2 separate regions of the Zea mays genome follow, and region 1 is linked to region 2. A link is a contact called in public Hi-C data. All regions are on one chromosome and are shown on one strand. The core of a region is the stretch at or near the end of the contact, and the rest is flanking DNA. Distances in the headings are between cores, read along the strand shown.

Evidence for each region. A called contact is a pair of places that touch in the nucleus more often than the background predicts.
Region 1: a contact with region 2 is called in a Hi-C map of leaf, with 4 times the contacts expected there. The contact joins two enhancer-like sites. A contact is called at or near these places in 2 of 25 Hi-C or Micro-C datasets (leaf and an unstated tissue).

What each region holds. Positions count from the first base shown.
Region 1 is chr6:99,080,685-99,085,287 of Zm-B73-REFERENCE-NAM-5.0, forward strand. No RefSeq gene overlaps it. Among protein-coding and RNA genes, the nearest start is that of LOC103629626, 32 kb to the right of the region's middle. Within about 2 kb of position 1,642, at least 19 of the 20 cell types and tissues checked have an H3K27ac peak or open chromatin away from gene starts, as enhancers often do. A contact at or near this core is called in leaf, where this site is marked.
Region 2 is chr6:98,948,762-98,953,704 of Zm-B73-REFERENCE-NAM-5.0, forward strand. LOC100273858 reads right to left here. Exons shown (of 4, transcript NM_001148255.1): 3 at 3,795-4,467; 4 at 2,929-3,718. The coding sequence ends at 3,477. Among protein-coding and RNA genes, the nearest start is that of LOC100273858, 14 kb to the right of the region's middle. Within about 2 kb of position 1,465, at least 18 of the 20 cell types and tissues checked have an H3K27ac peak or open chromatin away from gene starts, as enhancers often do. A contact at or near this core is called in leaf, where this site is marked.

The DNA of each region.
Region 1 (4,603 bases), core at 392-2,891, 130 kb after region 2:
ACAAACTTTTTACCTACATCATGTAGTATATCACACCCATATCCATCTCATCTTAACAGATTCTATCATACCTTTGGACATTCACCTTATACGATTAGTTATCCTAATCTAGACATAAAATAAAGATTAAGACCTGCTAAAGAATTTTCAGGTCATAACCAACTACTAGCCTATTCATTCTACTTAATAAATACTTTTTATTGCAAAACTATCCTACCATATGCTTCTAACTCTCATGGTCAATACCAGGAAGTGAAGATTATCACGCAACAGCAAATAGAAATGAATCATCCAAATCCTCCACCAGTTGGAATCGATCAAGTGGTTTCCACCCAAATGATGATAATACAACAAATGGAAAACATGGTTACCGAAATGCAAACTCAGATAAGACAAGAACGCGGGGAGAGACGTCAGGACCGGCTGGAAATACGTCGAGAAATAAGGCAAGTACGCTTGGAAAGACAACAACAACAACCTCCTCCTCCACCACCAGCTCCACCAAGCTACATAAACACACACACACATATACATACATATATATATATATATATATATATATATATATATATATATATATATATATATATATATATATATATATATATATATATATATATATATATATTACTACTACTTGTAATATCTAAAGGTGACTTTAGTTAGTAAATGGTATGATACTATGTTGGGAGGAATAATAAGGTCTAATTGACCCTATGTGTTGCTAATAAATTATGCATCATGCTGAGATTTTTGTTTGTGCATATGTGTTGAGACAATATGAGTATACACCCTTTTTCTTACAAATCTCGAGGACGAGAATTCTGTTAAGGGGTAGGATTTATAAGTCCCAAAATCTGCATAAGAAAAAAATTATTATTAATAATAAAATAAATATATGAAGAAATAAAATAGCAAATTCAGTGATATCAAATTATACTTGAGTGTTGAAAATTGAGAACTGAATTTTGAAAACCAAGAATTATTTTAGAAAAGAGGTAATAGAAAAGTTTTATGTTCAACTAAGTGATTATGCATATCATTAAGATATACACCAGGAACATTTATTTACATGAATATTCATTTTTGAAGTAACTTTTACTTCTTATCCCGCATTCAAAATATTATTCTACTAAAAAGAAAGGAACAATATGAGTGTGTCTCATATTCCAAACATTCATCAAACAAATAAATTAATTAAAATAAATAGATACCTATTCATCAAGTTGGAGTTTATTGTGTGTGTATTTCATAAGAACAATAATGATATTAGTAGAAGTATATTAATGACCAAAATTGGAATTTAGATATAATTTACAATTTGGGGTTTGGAGAAAAGAAGGAAAGATGCTATACAAAATAAATAAGTAAATAAATATAATCTGTCCATACTAGTATGTTTATTTTGTACATTAATTTGGATACAAGTTCACAACACTATTTGAATTCAAATTTGAGATTTAAATTTAAAAGGGAAGAGAGAAGAAAAGAAAATATAAAAGAAAAGGAAAAATAATAAGGAAAACTGCACTTGGGCCCTTTCTTCCTCGCCCGGCCCAATTTGTGTTTCATCTGCGTAGCCCAGTTCCACTTCGCCAAACCCTAGCCATCGGTTTCCTCTCGCCGCCATGCGGGCCCATGTGGCCAGCCTCACCGCGCGCACCTGGATTCCTCCTACCCTCACTAGTGCGTGGATCCTGCACGTCATCGTTCTCATCCGCGCTCGCACAAAATCCACGCGGGTTGGTTCTCAGTTCTCACCTCCGAGATCGCAGCGACCGCAACTAAGCACCTGGTGATGGGGCCCATGAGTCAGCCAACTCTCCCTTGCACACGCGCTCACCCAGTGCACCAGAACCGTGGGTCCGAGTCGTCAGCCGCGACCGCACCCACCTCGCCGCTAATGGCGGACGCGCGTCGGGAAATTGGGGATAGGTAGTTGAAGACCGGGTCGCCCTGCTCCTTGGACTATAAGAGCTCTACCATCGTAACCCTCTCCTCCGCATGTGCCAACAGCCTCTACCCTAACGCCGTAGTCCATCGCCGAGAACACAGAGAGAGGAGTGGAGGTCTAGGGCGCCGCCGACGTCGTCTGCGGTCGTCACCTCCGTTCAGTACTCGCGTACAAATTCCGGGGAAGCTTCGTGTCGTGAGGGACCTGGGTAGACCTCTCGCATGGGAATTGGCCGGACTCGCGGGGAATTTCTCTCTGTCGCTCAAGGTTCGCCGCCGACCGCATCACAACGTGGCTGGGAACCTCCGCACCATAAACACCGGTAAGGGTCTTCTAGATTGTCTCACATACTTTGGTAGACCGTGTAGGATCGATCGGATTTAGGATCAAGGCTCTTGGGTGTCGGTTTGGCCAACTCCGGCAATGGCGCGGCCGTGGGGACTGGGGAGGCTCTGCGCCGCCGTGGTTTGGGTCTGCTGAGCGGCTGGGAGGAGAAACGCACATGTGTCATTGATCAAGGCATCAACGACCAGGATTAGAGAACCGTACCGCTTTGTGCATTGACTCCTGGCCGTTGGATCCAATTCTGGTGGCCAGAATTAAAACCGCGATACCCCCTTAGCAGCATTTAGATCTGGCCGTTGATCGGCAAGCCAATGGTGTAGACCAGACTTGAGTTAAGAATAGTATGGACCGTTGGATCGAAATCCAATGACTTCACTCAGTGGCCAATCCAAATCTGATCTAGCGCACTCATTTCTAATCGTGTGTCTCTGGATGGAGGATACCTCTTCGGCCGTGGTTTTTTAGTAAAGAGACCCCACAGATGTTAGATATCAACCCGCAGTCTAGGGCTACTGTGCGCTGAGTCTAGAAAGTTTTACGCTGGGACCCCTGGACTCTCTGGATTTTATGCGCCCAGTCCAGAGATTAAAGAAAACATGAAAAGAGGTTTAGAAATTGATTTTTAGTATAAAAATAATTATAAAACTTGTATAATTCATAGAAAATTCTTATGAACTCTAAATTGGTCCATTTCAATTTCTATAATTTTGTATTAATATTTTCTATAACTATGTAATACTGTTTTGACATGAAAGCCACTTTAAAATTTATTTCCTAATTAATCTTATATCAAACACATAAAACCTTAGGAAATTCATAACTCCTCCGTTTTAACTCCGATTTGATCCGTTCAAGTTGCGTTAGTCTCGTATGAATATTTACTATGCAGTAACAACATTTATTATACCATGTCTTGTTCTTTTATAATTATATCCTTATTTAACTTATGTTGGTTAGTCTCGTTAAACCACTTATAATTATAATCTATGGTCAATTTATAACTTAGATTAAAGTTGAAATAATTATTTATAGGATATTCTCTCATATGATTTATACTAACCAATTTATAATATAGTTTAATATTTTAATCACACAGATCTTCTATAAAATTATAACTCCTTAATCATAACTCCGATTTTAGTGGTTCTCGATCCCGCGATCTCGTAGCAACGCGTAGATTATTATTATTCAGTTTGTACTTATATTTGGTGTGATGTTAATTTTGTCTATACTATGTTTGTTTGTATTGCTATGACTAGTAGAGAGGTTACGAGGATCTGAAGAATCACCTTGGTAACTGGAATCTCAAGTGCCAGGCAAGTTGTGCTCTTGACCACTTTTGTTACCCAATAATTTTCTTTAATATCACTTTTCTATGCATAGGTTTAATTTTGATGAGACCCAATAGGTCACCCTAGTCTGTTTATCATTTTTACCTTATTTACCCCTGAATCACTTGGGTAGTTTTGCTATTGCTTTACATGGTTTTGGGTTAAAATTTCATTATATCATTGTTCCAATTATTCTGTTATGTTATTTATGTTCATGTCAAGATCATTAAATTCTTTTAATTGGAACATGGAGCTTAACTTAAGAAACACGTGCCACCACAAGGGAGGAATGGGACCCCTTGGCTAACTAATTAGGAAAGCTAGTGAAAGACTACCTTACCCGAAATGGGTAAGGGCAGTAGGGGAGTTGCATGCAAGGAGGTTCTCGGGTTGATTTTGTTGTGATGGCGGTCAGACGGGGGATTCTTGCAAGTGCTCTTCCCATAAACTGTAGCGGGTTTTTGGAAGTTAGTGGAACTTTGTAAAGGCCTCGTAGTGGATCCCTAGCCATTCACCTCGGTAGTGTCTAAGGGCCTTGCAAACCCTGGCGACATGGGAAACACGACTTGTGGGTAAATGGTACAACCTCTGCAGAGCGTAAAACTGGTATACTAGCCGAGCTCACGGTCAAGAGCAGCTCAGGACTCTCGCATGATTAATTTATGGAACTTAAATTCAATTTGTCATTTGCATTTGCATGGGATTTGTTATTAATTTTGTTCTATTATTTATTATGGTTTGGTATTTTCTTACATTTAGTAATTGCTAATAAAATTTGTCCAACTTATTAAAAGCAATGCTGAGCTTTAACCCCTATTGCTGATCAGCCTTACACATCACATGAACCCCCACCTTTGGTGAGTTCATGCCACATTATTCCCCACAACTTGTTGAGCGTTGAACATGTGTGAGCTCACCCTTGTTGTCTCACACCCCCCACAGGAGATGAACAGGTGGTTCAAGAGGAGCCATA
Region 2 (4,943 bases), core at 215-2,714:
CGGGCGCGTCGCGTATGGGCAACCGGCGGCGAACTGAGCTCCGGTGAGGCTTGGGTGCGTGCGGAGGGGTACGGCCGAGGCTCCTGGGCGTTTTATAGCCGCGGACGCGGACCAGGGCGCTGGCTCGGCTTGGGCGCGGCGCGGGCGCGCGCGGGGGCGTGCTCTGGCGCGGCAGACGGCGTCGAACACGTGGCGGTTTGTTTCTTCCAGTGTTCAAATGTCGCCAGAGGTCGCATACGTGCGAATCTTTGCAAAAGTCCGCCGCAGACCTCTTCCTGGCACCTAGGGCTGTCACTCGACTGTGAGACGCCGGGGCAGATACGGCCTAGGGAGGAAGATCTTCGAGTGCCAAAACAGGTGTGTCATACTGAGCATAACACGACAAAAGCCATGCCATGGCATGTCAAACGTCCGAGTCTCGAGCTCAACTTTTTCCAGTGGGTGCCCTAAGTGGTATTGCACATTTTTGGTATAGAACCCAAGTGGTTTTGGCGCCATTTTTGAAGTGAACACGGTTGATCTTTGATTTAGGGCTAAAATGGGACTTAGAGGGAATTAGAGAGCTCTAGCTCTCTCTCCACTTGGAGATTTGAAATGGGGTTTCCCTAGGGGCCTTTTTGCAATTATTCCCCTCCCTAATTGATGGTTATAATGTTGCTTAGGGTTTGGGTAAAGATTACCCATGTTTTGCACATTTGCTCACTCTCTTTCTCCTCTTATCCATGGTTTTGGGAGATAGGGTTTAAGAGAGGCCTAGGGTTCTTTCTCCCTCTCCCAAGGTGATAGTTGCACACAACTAGGGTAAATGTAAAAACTTAGTTTCCAAAGTCCCTTATACTTTTGCTCCTTAAGTTCTTCCACATGTGATCATAGTCTTGAGTGCCAAGGTGTGTTCCAGCCATGGCAACACCTGGGGTGTTACAGCCCACGGCCCACCCTTCTGCTTCACAGCACGTACACACACCAGAACAGAGGGAAACGTCGGCCACAAAATTGGCATTTGGCAGCACGGGGGTCGTTCGTGAGTTTGGAGGGGCTCGGGGCAACATTATAAATAAGGCTCCAATATTATAAGTACTATTTTTTACTATTATATATTTACTTATAATTTAATGTATCAAAAAATGAGCGCTAAAAAAAGAAGTCAGATCATTACCTCAAATATATTATAGATCATCTTTAAAATGTCTTCTAACATTTCTTGATGCAAAATCATTAATGATAGCTTTAATATTAATATCATCTAATAAATTATTCTCAATATATAAAGTTGCTAGCATATTTCTTAGAAGGCATAATATCAATGACAATCTACAAGGAATCAATAGAATAAATTAATTCATATGATTTATTAAGCATAATTATTTGCTAAAGCAATTAAAAACTATAGCCTTGGCTGTATGGTATATGGAGTGGGGCCCTGGGATCTGGGGCCTAGGTCGGTTGCCCCGCTCGCCCTACCCCAGGCACGGGCCCAGCACTGGGCCACTGGCCACCAAACTGGCAGCATCGGCCACCATCTAGCCCTCAACCGAAGCACGACGAGCATCCCTATCCTCACCCAAACACAATCCCCCTCTGAATTTCGGCAAACGAAACCCTTACCAGCCTGTCCACGTGAACTGTCGGCTGAGAAAACTGCGGATCATGAGCAGGGCAGAGGACGCGGCGAGGTTTGGCGGCTTGGAGACGAACGACGGCGCTGGGCAACGGCAGGCACAGCGAGCGGCTGTAGATAATCATCCAGTCCCCACCTCAGATATTTGAGTGTTCAAAACTTATCCTTACCCACAAACGCCAATGCCCATCCACTTACTCCCTTCAATCATAAACAACAAGGCACAACAGCGGCTAAGATCTTTTTCTTTCCAGAACTCCACTTCAGCACTGCACTGATTGAACCCACAGCCCACTGTTGCAGACCTCCCTGTTGAGACCCTATCATTTCAAAAATCCCTATGGCAACAACCCAATCCTCCTTAACAAGATTTACTCTCCAACTCTAGGACTACTAACTTGGTATACCAACCCAAGACTTAAAACACACAGAACCAAAGATGTGATGTGCCAAAGTAGAACAAAAGCACTAAAATTCACAATTTCAGCTAACTGAACAGCACAAAACCAGTCTGACAGAGGAAGTTTGGGTGCATTTTACTCCCAAGTTTCTATAGTATCAAGACCATCTAACTCTAGGAAACTTGTTCATCTTACTTTACTCTAAAACTTTGCTACACAAGGTAGGACTCACAACCTCATAGAACAATTTCTAGAAGACATCAAATTTGGGCCAACAAATCTGAAATCCACACTTGATGACTGAACAAGTTTCAGACACAGTTATTGACAGTTCAATTTTTGGGAAGCCTTTCCTCCCCTTCTTGTGTGGGATCGAACCCCACTCACTTAAAGAAAGTTGTTATCTAACATATGGTCTTCAAACTTGCTATAGGAATTTCAGTCCAAAACCATATATATTAATCACAACAGAAATCCAAACTGAGTACCATACTGAAAAATTCAGTTTTCAGCTAACTGAACAAGAATTCAGTTAGTGCCAACTGACACCCCATCTTGAGGAGGCTTTTACTTCACTTTCCATGCATCATCAAACCTAAGCCACTCAAATATATTTGTTCAACAATATATAATCTTCAGTTCTTCTATAGAAACCACACCCCAAAGCTTAATGGATTAGCCACAAGGAAGCTCCAAAGTCAGTTACCATCTGAAAGCCATCCTACTAGGTGGCATAAGTGTGCAACCACTTGCAGGCGGTGCCTTATATATACAGATCCCGACAGAAGCAACACGCATCATATGGATTCATGTCCCCCGGCCCCCCAAACAAGCCAGCCAACAAGACTCAGCTGATACAGAGTTCACGAGTGACAGACATATGGGCAGATACATGACAAGCATATTGTTGACTTCAAGTGTATCAAATTAAAATGACAAATGAATGGTTTCGAGCATCGTCGTATAAAAACAGTACAAGTGATACCGATCGATTAATTCAGAAATCAAAACGCGCATAACATCTCAGTATTTGACTCTCAAGTTTCAATAACCCCACTTTATTTTTTTTCCTTTATTACAAGGTAAAAACACCACTTCGAGGAATACTAACTACTTTCGAAAAGAAGCGAGTAAGCTCACAATGAGTCCAATTGTTTCTGCATCAACACCGACGCATTTACCATAGGGCAAATAAGTAACAGATTATCTAGTGGCCCTCCAGGGGGCTTCTCACTTGGAATCCATCTCAGCCTGGGTCCCACCGATAGTACTCCCGTGCTTCGAAGGGTTTCTCAGATAAGGCGAGTCTTTGTACTTGGCATACATTGGCAGGTCCAGTGTCTTCTCTGCTACTCTTCCATCCTCGTGAATTCTCTCTATCAAGCTCTCGAGTGAAGGAAAGTTGGCCTGAGAATTTCAAAACCATGCCCCCACAAGTCAGGCACATGCATTCCAGCTCACTGAGAGAGATGTGACTGGTCCTTCAAATTAGCATTCAATAAACTTGCTCCTCCAAGTGATGTATCATTGGTAGGTTCCTGTCGGTTGAGATGTGACAGGTCCTTCAAATTGACATTCAACAAACTTGCTAGTGTTATATCATTCAAGAAACCTGATGTTAGTGGTGTATCCGAGATCCCAAGATCAGAAAAACTAGCAACTGGATAACATTGGCTGGGGTCGAAAACAACATCTGAACCTATAAACACCAAAAGTAAGTCTTGCATACCAAGTTCACAATATTGCGATGATAGAAAGCATTTAAGAAAACTTACCTGAACATAAGTCTGGAGCTTGAGTTTCAGAACAGGCATCATGTTCAGGGGCACAGAAAGCTGAAGAAGAATGCATCATAAGGTAAGCTTTTGACTGAGATATTGTATTGCATTCCATTGGAATCCGTTGCTCAATGCAAGCCGAAGGACATTGAGCCAACCAGTCATTACTTGGGCTATAGCTGGAACTTTGGATCGAAGGAATCTCTGTCTGAATGGAACCGAATATGGTCCCTGAAGTAGAGAGTCTGCCACCATATACTGGATAGCCACTGCCAATGGCACTACCAACAGGCACCGACTGATTCTTTGTCATTACATAGTTCAAATCAGTGGGACAAAAGGTTTTCCGAATGTCACCAGAAATTTGCACACTGCCAGTAGATGCATGGCATTTCAAAGGTCTGATTGGAAACACTATATCCTTACCATAGTCAAGGTGCTCAAATACAATTAACTCATCCACAAGTTCTTGCACATCAACAACCTTTTCTTTTGAGCACTCATTTGACCGTTTCTTGCCATGTGACTCTCCAAGAGTTTCAAAGTCCATGTCTTTATGACTAACCTGAGAAAGCATATATTCTGGATAGAGAGGCGAACCACATCTCTGTTTTCTTCTTTTTCTGGTATTCCAAAAGTTCTTTATTTCATTATCTGTGCGGCCAGGCAACTGAAATAAACACAATACGTTTGTGTCCAACGAGGTCAAATTGAATTAGTGAAAATGGTTTACAAATTCAAGGTAAAATTTACTGTGAGTGAAGAATAAGAAAATATCATGAAATGCCTTCAAAACACAAATAATAGAAACACCACAAATGAAAGATATTTCAGTTTATCAGAATAGTTAAAAGTAGCATCGATATCTACTTCCCATAACTAGCCATGGAATAGTTATATAAAGTGACATTGTCCACGTTTAACTACAAAATTCAACATCTACCACCGCGATCAACAATCCAACAAGGGATACTTGGCCACACATATCAAGTTAGTAAAGCAATAGGTAGCAAGGTTCGAGGCATGTGCCATGATCAAAATACACAGGTAAAATGAACATCAACATTAAGTATGGCATCCTGAAAAGTAACTGCAGCTACAATGGTGCTGGCATCTTAAAGGTCATGTAGGCTAAGATCTAGTAAG